Linked DNA regions of Rattus norvegicus: region 1 is linked to region 2. The links are chromatin contacts, called in public Hi-C maps. All regions are on one chromosome and are shown on one strand. Each heading gives the region's core, a stretch centred on a gene start, on an enhancer-like site or on the middle of the called end of the contact. The rest is flanking DNA. Distances are from core to core; before and after follow the strand shown.

Evidence for each region. Hi-C and Micro-C count contacts between places; a contact is called where the count stands out from the background.
Region 1: a Hi-C map of Schwann cells shows a contact between it and region 2, with 4 times the contacts expected there. The contact joins the promoter of Anapc15 here to the promoter of Clpb in region 2. A contact is called at or near these places in 9 of 12 Hi-C or Micro-C datasets (the A7r5 cell line, the Rat2 cell line, Schwann cells and 6 more) and 1 of 1 datasets of contacts at active chromatin or transcription factors (oligodendrocytes).

Annotation. Positions count from the first base shown.
Region 1 is chr1:165,671,432-165,677,065 of GRCr8, reverse strand. It overlaps Anapc15 (anaphase promoting complex subunit 15), which reads right to left and starts at 2,606. Exons shown (of 6, transcript NM_001170435.1): 1 at 2,591-2,606; 2 at 1,228-1,312; 3 at 975-1,104; 4 at 12-71. The coding sequence starts at 1,250.
Region 2 is chr1:165,437,219-165,443,175 of GRCr8, reverse strand. It overlaps Clpb (ClpB family mitochondrial disaggregase), which reads right to left and starts at 2,208. Exons shown (of 16, transcript NM_022947.2): 1 at 1,761-2,208. The coding sequence starts at 2,163.

The sequences.
Region 1 (5,634 bases), core at 1,357-3,856, 230 kb before region 2:
GGACCACTCACCTCGGAGGCAGGCTTGCCGATGGGTACCAGGTTGTTGTCTTTCTCTGCGATGCTTTGGAGCTGTAGGCAAAGGAGTGTGGGGAAAAGTAGGGCCACGGCATAGGCAGAGCAGGTTAGGAGCACTGGACTGGCTCATTCTGCCCCTTACCAGACTCCCAATGTTGAAACAAAGCTTCTCCCCCGACCCCAGTTCTCAGGAGGATTCAATCTCCCTTTCTCTTGTCATCTGCTCCTTATAAAATAGATGGGCATATGTAAAGTCTTTTGGCCTCAGTGTTTTCATATAATTCTGGTGAGGGTGAAATGAGACACTCAGCCTAGAATATGGCATTGTGTGGGTCCTCATTAAGAGTTTAAATGATGGGCTGTAGAGATGGCTCAGTGGTTAAGAGCACTGACTGTGGAGTGGGTGGGGTGGGGACATCTTTGTGGAGAAGGAGGATGATTGCGGGGGAGGAGGAGGTATGAGATGTAGAACCCTGGGGGAAGGGACCAGGAGGGAAATAAAATCTGGAGTGTATAAATAAATAAATAAGCACTGACTGCTCTTCCAGAGGTCCTGAGTTGAAATCCCAGCAACCACATGGTGGCTCACAACCATCTGTAATGAGATCTGATGCCCTCTTCTGGTGTGTCTGAAGACAGCTACAGTGTACTTATATATAATTAATAAATAAATAAATAAATAAATAAATAAATCTTTAAAAAAAAAAAAGAGTTTAAATGATTAAGTCCTGTGATGTACAGAAAAGCCTTTAGGCTGCCAGGAGCTTGCCATCTATCTAATCTAGCCCCAAAGTCCTAGGGTCCCTCAGCAAGTTAAGGTACCACAAAGTAAGACCTTTATCCCCAAGAACCCAGCTTGAGTATTCCCAACACAGTGACAAATGTTTTCCTAAGCAGTGTACGGCAAGGTCATATCCTAGGTGGTGCACCTCCATGCTTCGCTAGGTCCTCACTCACCCAGGCCTGATGCTGCTGCTCCTGCTGCTGCAGCTCTGTCTCCTCCACACAGGGTCGATCCAGATTAAACCACAGTGTCTCAGTCACACGAGGAAAGAGTGAAGGGAACAAGGTGGACATGGCTCCTAAGCTGAGGGAAAGGGTCACGTGAACACGTTTTGTTTTGAACCGATGCAGTTGTAATTTGATATAGGGATGGGGTGGAGCGGGAGGTAGCAGAGAAGCTGCCCTTCCCTCTTGAAATCAGACAGACCTGAGTTTGAGTCCTGGCTCCATCACTTACTAGCTGTTTGACTTTGGCCAATACACTTAACCTCTCTGGGCCTCAGTTTCCTCATCTGTAAGAATGGGGATAATTAAAATTATATCATCCTCAAAGTTATTATGACAAAAAATAATAAAATAATGAAAGCTGTATGCTGCTTGAGGAGAGAAGAGACTGGGAGCCAGAGACGGAATGTGACATTGTGATCATGTACAAAATTAGCGATAGTAGAGACCTAGTAAAATTCATTTTAAACACACAAACACACACACACACACCATAAAACTTATTTTTTGCTCTTTCACATACAACCAGTGCAAAATGTTTCAGACACGAACCACCTCTCTCGCCAACCAAACTACAGTACACACAACCAAGGATAAAAGATATCCTAGGAGGGTTGAGTAAATAGAAAAACAAACTAGTGTAAGAATGAATAATGAACTAACATGTAAGAGAAAAAAAATCAACTCTGTGGGCTGAAGCTGCTGACCAGGAAGGTAACCGAGAAGCTCAACTAAAACCCATCTGCTCACAAACCCAGTGACATGTTAGAGCTTGACTTCGGCCACACACTCGGTGGGGATTTAAAACATATATAAGGAAGGGATCCTGGCCCAGTAAAGTAGGAAGGGCACAGGAAAAAATAAATTAGGTGTCTACCTTGGTGTTTCCCCCTATTTTTAGTAAATGAGATAGGGTTTCACTATTTAGCCCTGACTGGCATGGAAGTCACAACATAGACCAGTCTAGTCCCAAACTCACAGAGATCAGCATGCCTCAGCTCCCGAATGCTGGGATTAAGGGCGTACACCAGCTACCACACCAGGCCCTACTCTAGCTTTGGTTCTAACTTAATTTGACCCACGCAGAACTAAACGCTGTTATTCCCTAAACCAAAGCCTCCCAGGTCCGTGTGACAGGAAAAAAAGCGTCCACCCCCATCCCAAAAGTACTGACAGATTTTGTATCCTAAAATCCTACCCACCACCGCCCATTCTTTGCTCATTATGATAATGACTGCAAGATTGACCAACAAGAAGGAGGCAGGGGCGGGTCTTCATCAGGATTTAGACCTTATAGGGATGCTAATCGCAAAATGCGCGCGGCCTGGCTGAAGCCAATTAACTGAAAGAAATGCTGGGTGACAGGAAGTGAAACCAATGCATGACGGAACATGTGTGATGGGTGGGGCTTAGACTCTAGGAAGCGGCCAATGAGTAGGATGTCGTTAAGAGTAAAAAAGGGGAAAATGAGCTGCTAGGGAGGCGAGTCAAAGGAACTAGGTTTCTCTGAAAGCCGGAAGAAAGAACAAGCAAGGAGACGACAGTAGTCTTGTTTCCGCACTTACCGCGCCAAGAGCCGGCAGCCGGCGGCGACCCGGAAGCGCTTCCCCAGACCTGAGCGGAAGAACCCACCAGAATCCGGGACTCACTAACGCATGCGTCTTCCGTCTCCTTTTGTTTCCCGCTTCAACTACCACACCGGAAGTGATGTTGACGTACCTTAGTTACGTACAGGTTGGGGGAGGACATTTATTTGCTCCGTCTACCTATCGGCCCCGCCTTGAGTTTCAAGGGCCTGGTTTCTGCAGGCTAGCCCCTCTCCAGCGTCCGTTTAGTCCCGCCCGCTTGTCACTAGGCGGTGTCTGAGTGTTAAATCTCTTCGAAATATAATGGTTTCCAGAAGTGTTCGCTTGTGAGGATCCTGTGTGTGCTGCGTTCCAGGAACATCTGTTCCCTTCTGTTCCTCTCAGACTCAGTTTCCTGTATGAATACATTCTTTTCTTTTTGAGAGGCTACCTTGAACACGCTAGACAGGCCTCTGACACGGAGCTACATCATATCCACAATATTTGCTTTTCTTTGTTGAGACAGGGTCTCACTGCGTATTCCTGACCGGCCTGAAACTCACTAGACCAGGTTGGCCTCGAAGTCAGAGATCTTCGGGCCTTGCCTCGTGCCGGTATAAAAACTGTATAACACCATGCTGGCCTCTTTTTATCTATTTAAAATTTTATTTTATGTGTATGAGTGTTTGGAAAGCGCGCGCGTGGGCTGGAGAGATGGCTCAGTGGTTAAGAGCACCGACTGCTCTTCCAGAGGTCCTGAGTTCAATTCCCAGCAACCACATGGTGGCTCACAACCATCCGTAATGGGATCTGATATCCCCTTCTGGTGTGTCTGAAGACAGCTACAGTGTACTCATATACAAAATAAATAAATAAATCTTAAAAAAAAAAAAAAAAAAAAAAAAAAGAAAGCGCGCGCGCGTGTGTGTGTGTGTGTGTGTGTGTGTATTTGCACCAGTTCGTGCCTGGTGCCTATAGAGGCAAGAAGCGGATCCCTGGAATCCAAGTGGAGTTAAAGATGGTTGTGAGCCAATCTATCAGTGCTGGGAATTGAACCTGGGTTCTTTGGAAGGGCAGCCAGTGCTTCATCTATCCACTACTTTGTTTTTTGTTTTGTTGTTGTTGTTGTTTGTTTGTTTTCTTTTTTGTTCGTTTGTTGAGACAGTGTTTCTCTGTGTAGCCTTGACTGTCCTGGAACTCACTCTGTAGACCAGGCTGGCCTGGCGCTGCCTCCTGAATGCCTGGATTAAAGGTGTGTGACACCACACCTGGCTTTTCTCATTTTTTATGTATGCGTTGGACAAAAAGTATTTGTGTGAAGTCTGTTTCAGGTTCTGATATAAGCTGGGTATAAATCTGTGAACATGTTAATTGCCCTCAGAATACATATAACAGCCTTGAGGAATCAGTCAGCAATTGGCCCCCACATTCTATTTCTGGGAAATTCAACTGCCCTCCTGAGGTGTATCCAGCCTGTCAGGACTAGCTGTCATACAAGTTTCATTCTTGTCTCAACTAGATGTATAAACTTTGGCAAGTCTGCTTGGGTTTGGTTTTGGTTTTGATTGTTGCTTTCCTCTTTTCACTGGTAATCTTCCTCAATGGTTCTTCTATCTTATTCTTTTTTTTTTTTTTTTTTTTTCCGGAGCTGGGGACCGAACCCAGGGCCTTGCGCTTCCTAGGTAAGCGCTCTACCACTGAGCTAAATCCCCAGCCCCTCCTTCTATCTTATTCTTATTTGAAATCAGAAGTCCCTGCTAAGGCCAATCTGACTACCCAGGTTCTCCAGGAATTCTCTGTCTTTACTGGCTGGTTGCCTTAACCATCCAGTATTCATGTGGGTTCTGAGGATCCAAACTGCAGTCCTAGCTTCTTTTAGAATAAGCACTTTAACCCATAAGGCATCGCCCCAGGCCTGTAAATTCTTTGTCTACACTGTTTCTTCTTTAACTAGCATGGTAATCTGCCTAGTTTTCCTCCTGTCCTTGGCTATGGTGAAGAGTGGATGAGACAGAGCTGTTCCAGGGGTTCAGTATGTGGTTCCTATCAAGTCTTAATTTTATGCCCCAAGAGTTCAGCTTCAGCTTAAAATGTTTTTTTTTTTCTTTTTTCTTTTTTTCGGAGCTGGGGACCGAACCCAGGGCCTTGCGCTTGCTAGGCAAGCGCTCTACCACTGAGCTAAATCCCCAACCCCCAGCTTAAAACGTTTTAAACTTTGGCAAGCTCTGCTTATTAAAATCCTAACACTCAGGAACCCGAGACAAGAGAATGTGAAGTTCAAGATTGGACTAGGCTGTATAGCAAATTCAATGCCAGCCTGAAATGTATAATACCCTGTCTTTCACAAAACCAAGTATAAATTTTAAAAATAAAAATAGGGCCAGTGAGATAGTTCAGTGGGTAAAGGCACTTGCTGACAAGCCTAACCCAAGTTCAATCCCTAGGACCCACATGGTCTGAGAGAGCTGCCCCTCACAAGTTGTCTTCTGACCTGCACAGACACACTGTAGCAGTTGTTTGCTGCCTTCCACACCAAGTAAATGTGAATCAGAAAAAAAAGTTAACTAGATGTAGTGAGAATATTGGTTTTTTAAAAAAAAACAGAAATATGATAAGAACATGTTTTTGTGGGGTTTTCAAGTATGGAAGGGTGGAAAGTGAAGTCCCCCTGCAGAGGCAGGCAGATTTCTGTTAGTTTGAAGCCAGGTAGGTTTACATAATGAGTTCCGGGACTGCTACATAGGGAAACCCTGTTTCAAAATATACATACATACAAGCATACATACATAACATACATACATAACATACAAACATACATACATACATACATACATACATACATACATACATAACATACAAACAAAAGACTGTCTCCAAAGGGAACAGAAAAACAGATTTTCACCAAAGTGTAAAATTTACCACTTGGAAATGTCCATTCTTTTTGTTCATCCCTCTAACAAATATTTATTGAGGGCTGGGCATGGGAACACGTGACTTTAAATCCAGCATTTGGAAGGCAGAGGTAGGAGAATGTCTATGAATTA
Region 2 (5,957 bases), core at 959-3,458:
GGACTCTGCTCAAAACTTGTTTAGAACCAGCCATAGTTTTCAGTCATCCCCTCTTCTGTTAAGTAGACATCGCTGAAATTTACATGTCGTAAAGTCCAGTCTAGGGCTCCCAGTAACCTCTCAGGCCAGACTTCACACATTCATCTGTTGTTCCTCCAAACACACTGTCTGCTAGAGAGTCTGTTCTCATGACCCTTCCATGGGTCTTCACTGCCTACAAAATTCCAAAGGCTCCTGCCTGACACGCAGGGCCCATTTCATCTTCTCTCACCTTATTCCAAAGCCCTGTCTTCACCCTCACTGGCCAAACTGTTAGCTCCTGCACATCAGACTAGCTGAATTCTGGGTATGAAATCCACCCGAGGCACATCTGTAAATATCTCCCTTCTGAGATCCACACACTGGTGGACAGACTCTTGGTATTAGGGAACTACTAATAAAAGTAATGGATGCCCTGCCCTCGTGGGTTACACAAGGCCCCGCCCCCTTGTTTCCTAAGCTATGCTTCAGAAATTAAGCTCAAGCTCCCCATCTTGAGAGGACTTCCAGTCCTCCAGGAAGGTTGTCCCTGCCTCCACTAGCTCTCTGATCCTCTGTAATACTCACTAGTCCCGCACGACCAGCTGCCTGCACCTCCCCTTAACAGGCTAGCTTTTAAGTTGGAACTTTCTGAACACCTAGCTCCAAGCTAAACACACATAGTGCTGCCTTCACATACACACAAGTAGAAATCATACAATTCATGCAGCCTTAAGCTACAAAGGTCCTACTTCAATGCCCTCATTAATAGAAAGAAAACAGAGGGTAGCAAAGAAGAGTAAGAGCCCAGATTCACAAGGACAGTACAAAACAAGTTCCTTGGGGTCCTTGTTCCTCATCCAAAAGCCCTTTCTTTCCAACTGGCCACATCTTATTAAACTAACAAGTCAAAGTCAAGGCGGTCTCCAATCTTGTTCAACAATCCCAGAGTCTGGGGTGCATGGAACGCACCAGCACTGATAACTGAGAACTTGAGCTACCCCTCCAGCTCCCACTCAGCTGTAACAGATGAGGTAAGATGCCAAGCTGAGTTAACTACCTCCTCCTTCTACACCCCCAACACCCCCCCGTGTCCCCCCCACACACACACTATAAGTCTACAGAGAGCCACTTTCAGCCAACTTCCTGTCCCCTAAGGCTTCACCCACCACACTATCCAGCTCACCTTAACCCTAACTCTAAGCATAGCAAATCTCTATCTAAGCAACTGAACAGACTCTGAACTCCAGAAAAGGAAGACTGAGAACTTGCCTTCATAAGACAGTGGGGAAACTAAGACTAGAGAGAAGCATGGGGGTCAAGCTAGCATCAGAACCAAGTGTCCTCCTTCCTTGGACCTATGTATGCAGGAAAACATGTAGAGGCTGTCCCTAAAGCTGTTGGGACTTCCTGGAGACCTCTTGAAAGACTAATGGACTAAATATAATACTGGTACATAAAAGGACCAGGCTGCAATTAGTCAGTCCAATGTTCCCAATTATACAGGTATACAAACCGATCCCAAAGAGGGTGCTAGACCTATAATGGGAAATTATGTAACTTCAAGCACTGAGATTTCCAGGGCAACATGCTGCTCCTGGCAGCAGACGGTAACTGGGTTTCTCCAAGGTTAAGGTTATACGGGTCTAAATTTATAAATACCTTCAACATTCCAAAAGGGTCATGACCTACCCACACACCCACACACCTCTCCCTTGAACCCAGTATGGCCCCATAATCACCCTTGTTAGATGGATTCTTGTTGTAGCACTGAACCACCAGCGCCATGGCCAAGGCCCACATGCCCAATCCCGCCTTGTTGGGGACCCCATTCCAGCTGTCTTGTCCTGGGAGTGTTTCTTCCGGGCTAGGACCGCGTCCAGACGAGGCGGCAGTCAGGTATGGGATCTCGGTGCGTTCTCCACGGCGCCCCCCGGTGGCTGCCCCCCGTCCGGGGAACAAGACAGAAGATGCTCCAGGGCGCACCCAGGCGGCAGTTCTCAGCCGCTGCGGCTCCCCGCGGTCTCCGGTGATTACGCTACGGTTGTAAGCACCTCCCCGGCTTTGAAGAGATGGAGATTTGATTAACCCTAGGAAGAGCCGAGGCGCTGGCGCGGTTCTCCTCAACACCGCGGACAACATCATGACACCTGCTTCTAAAACCTGCTGGTGCCGGCCCCCGTGCTAGCCACGATCAACATGGCTGCCGCGGCGCGTTCGAAGACGCCGCTTACGGGGTGGGACTGCGCACTACCTCACGGGAGTGGTAGTCCACGGCCCCAGATCTTTCTCTAGCTGGACAATGAACAAACTACATTTCCCTGAGGGCTGTGGGATGACATCACAATGACCGCTGACAGCGGAGTTGGAAGAATGTTGGGAAATGCAGTTCTGGCAGAGGGGCGTGGCAAAAAGGAAAACTCTAGCGGGGAGTGGCAATAAAGATTCAAGATTCCAGAGCCCAGAGTTTGTATTAAAACAGAACTTTAATCCCTGCCTTTGGAAGGTGGGAACCTGAGAGAACAGGAATTCAAGGTCTAGGTCAAAATCACTTTCTTGGTCTAGGTCAGCCCCAGCTGTATAAAATATCAAATATCAAAATAGCGAAAACCAAAATACAGGAATCCTAGAACAATTTCCCTAGTGTTTAAGTAAAATTGTATTTTCGATGAAGACCTGTTAAGTAACTTGTACCCCTCCCTACTTTTATTTAGAGTTGCTTTTCAAAAAGATGCCTAGGGCTGGGGATGGTGGTGATCACCCTTAATCCCAGCATGCCAGGCAGAGGCAAGCATATCTCTGTGAATTTGGTAAAGTCTGGTTTACATAGTTTCAAGACAGCCAGGGCTGTGAGCCAGAGAGACCCTGTCTCAAAAGACTTTAAGACTATGCATGTGTATACATATAAATACATGTATGTAATGTATATGTATGTGTATATGTATATATGTATGTATATATATATATATTTTTTGGTTCTTTTTTTTTTTCGGAGCTGGGGACCGAACCCAGGGTCTTGCGCTTTCTAGGCAAGCACTCTACCACTGAGCTAAATCCCCAACCTCCCTTTAGAATATTCTTAACCCCACACCTCTGCCATTGCTAATGGTTTCTGGGTCTCTCCTGACTCTTCCCATTTATGCTTTCATTTTTCATATGGACTTAGAGTAAATGTACCTGTGTCGTGGAGGAGGGGAGAGCCCTCAGCTCTGGAGATTTCACTGCCTTTCACTGTTGTCTGACTCCTGTCCCTAAGAAACATTGACTTCTCCAACTTAGTTTTATGTTCTGTTCTCTGACAAATGAATTCTTATGGTGTTTTCTTGGTTCCCTGCCTCGGGCTCACCAGAGCTGTGATCTGCAGCGGAGACAGCTTGTTTCTTTCTTTCTGGTTAGTGTGTGTGTAGCCACCCTGGTGGGCCTGCCACCAGATCTTACGTGGAATGTGTGGTCACCTAGTTCCATTCCTGTGTTTTGAATGCCAAACTGTGGCGACTGTAGTACTTGGCTCTTTCTGTTGGTCCGTACAGGTGAGGGGGATCCTCCTTCTATGTGTGGGGATTGTGGTGGGATTTTGAAGTGTGCCCATGTGAATTGTGGTGGGATTTTGAAGTGTGCCCATGTGGAGCCTGGGGTTCAGGGAGCAGTTACACTTTTCCTACTGAATGAATCTGCAGAGGTTTCTTGTTATTTACTGGATTTGTCTAAGTCATGGATACCAATCTTTTCACTTAGGGTTCCGAATGCTCGAGCCTGAACAACAGCAGTCACTCTCCTCCGGTCTCTGTGTGCTCAGGAAGAGAAGAGCCATCGTCTCTGTCCTCAGAGCTGTAATTGCTGTGGGGCTCCAGGACTATTGCAGGTGACCCTGCACCCATGCCTGGCCTCCTAAATCTGCCATTGGCTGGTTGGAGGACTCAGCACCTCCTGACAACAGGGGCTTGGCTTAGTAGCAGCTGCCCTACCCTTCAGTGCATCACCTGCACCTCTGAGGCTCTGTCACGTGAAGAGTGAATACACTTAACTATTCTCGACTCATATAAGTCCTTAATTTTTTTTAAAAACAAACTTCATAATTCAAAAGTTATGCACAATAAAAGAAGCCTATTTTAGGTGTACCATTTCAGGAGCCCATTCAGGTGTGGTTATGTTTAGACAAGCCAAGGTCATTTGATGACACCCAGTAAGTATTTGCATGACCCTGGAAGAAATCTATCCCCCTTCCCAAGTGTTCTCCTACATGCCAGCTAACCAGGACTTCTGATGCTCTAGGTGAGCCCAGCCTGCTCAGAGAGCTGAATCTTAGAAGAGGCATACACTGTGCATTCATCAGCCTGGATTCTGTCACCTGATAGAGCAGGGTTCCCAGGTCCAGCAGATGTCACAGGTGGCAGGAACCTGCTCCTTTTGCTGCCAAGTGGCAGTTGTCCCTTGAGTCCTGCTTTGTCTTACGTGAACTCTTTAGAACAGGACTTGGTTTGGAACAATAACTTCATTCTCCTGGAAAAGGTATATGAGAAAAAAAACCCTGAAGAAGCATGTTGAGTTTCTTTTTAACATTTGAAGAAGCCATTGGTGCTGGGTATGGTGGTCCACACCTTTAATCTCAGCACTCAGGAGGTGGTAGCAGCAGATTTTTGTGAGTTCAAAGTCAGCCTGTCTCAATGAAGAAGAAGAAGAAGAGGAGGAGGAGGAGGAGAAGGAGGAAAAGGAAGAAGAGGAGAAGGAGGAGGAAGAAGAAGAAAAGGAAGAGGAGGAGGAGGAAGAGGAAGAGGAGGAAGAAAAGCCATTGTCATTGTTGCCACTGCTGCCAGCATTGGATGTATGATGTCTCTGTATGATAAATGGACTGAGAAAGAAATTAGGGAAATGACATCCTTCACAATAGTCACAAATTGTATAAAATATCTTGGTGTAACTCTAAGCAAGTGAAAGATCTGTATGTTGAGAACTTCAAGTCCCTGAAGAAAGAAATTGAAGAAGACGTCAGAAGATGCTCATGGATCAGTAGGATTGGCCATCCTACCAAAAGCAATCAACAGATTTATTGCAATCCTCAACTAAATTCCAACACAGTTCTACACAGACATGGAAAAAGCAATTCTCAGCTTCTTATAGAAAAACAACAACAACAACAACACCCAGGACAGCGAAAATAATTCTCAAAAATAAAAGAACTGGGAGAATCACCATCCCTGACCTCAAGCTGTACTACACAGCAATGGCGAGAAAAGTTTTTTTGTTTTGTTTTGTTTCCTCTCAAAGGTGGCTAATCTGCCAAGGGCCAAAATTACAAGAAGTCCACCTCCTACCTTGTAAAAATTCCCTATCTATTAAAGCCTTTACAGTTGCAAAGGCCACTTAAATGACTAGGAGGCAGCAACCCTTCCCCATTTCTTTCATTTTCTGTGATGATTATAAATTAGCCAAGCAGGACATTGTAAGATCCGACAATATTCTTTAAACATTTTTATATTATTATTATTATTATTATTATTATTATTATTATTATTCATGTGTTTATGTGTCTATGTATGTGGGTGGAGGTGTCCAAAAAACCCAGAGGAGCTGGCTCTCAGAAACTGAAGTTATGAGCCACCTGATATGGGTACTGGAAATCAAAACGTGGTCCTCTGTTAGGAGTATATCCTCTTAACCACTGAGATATTTTTCTGGCCTCAAGTATACTCTTTTCCAACATAGACATGCAGGCAAAATACTTAAGCTTAAGAAAAAAAGAGGAAGAAGAGGAGCAGGAGGAGGAGGAGGAAGAAGAGGAAGAGGAGGAGGAAGAGGAAGAGGAGGAGAAGGAGATGAAGAAGAAGGAGGAGAAGGAGAACAACAACAACAACAAGAGGAGGAGGAGGAGAAAGAAGAGGAAGAGGAGGAGGAGGAAGAAGAGGAGGAGGAAGAGGAGGAGGAGGAGGAAGAGGAGGAGG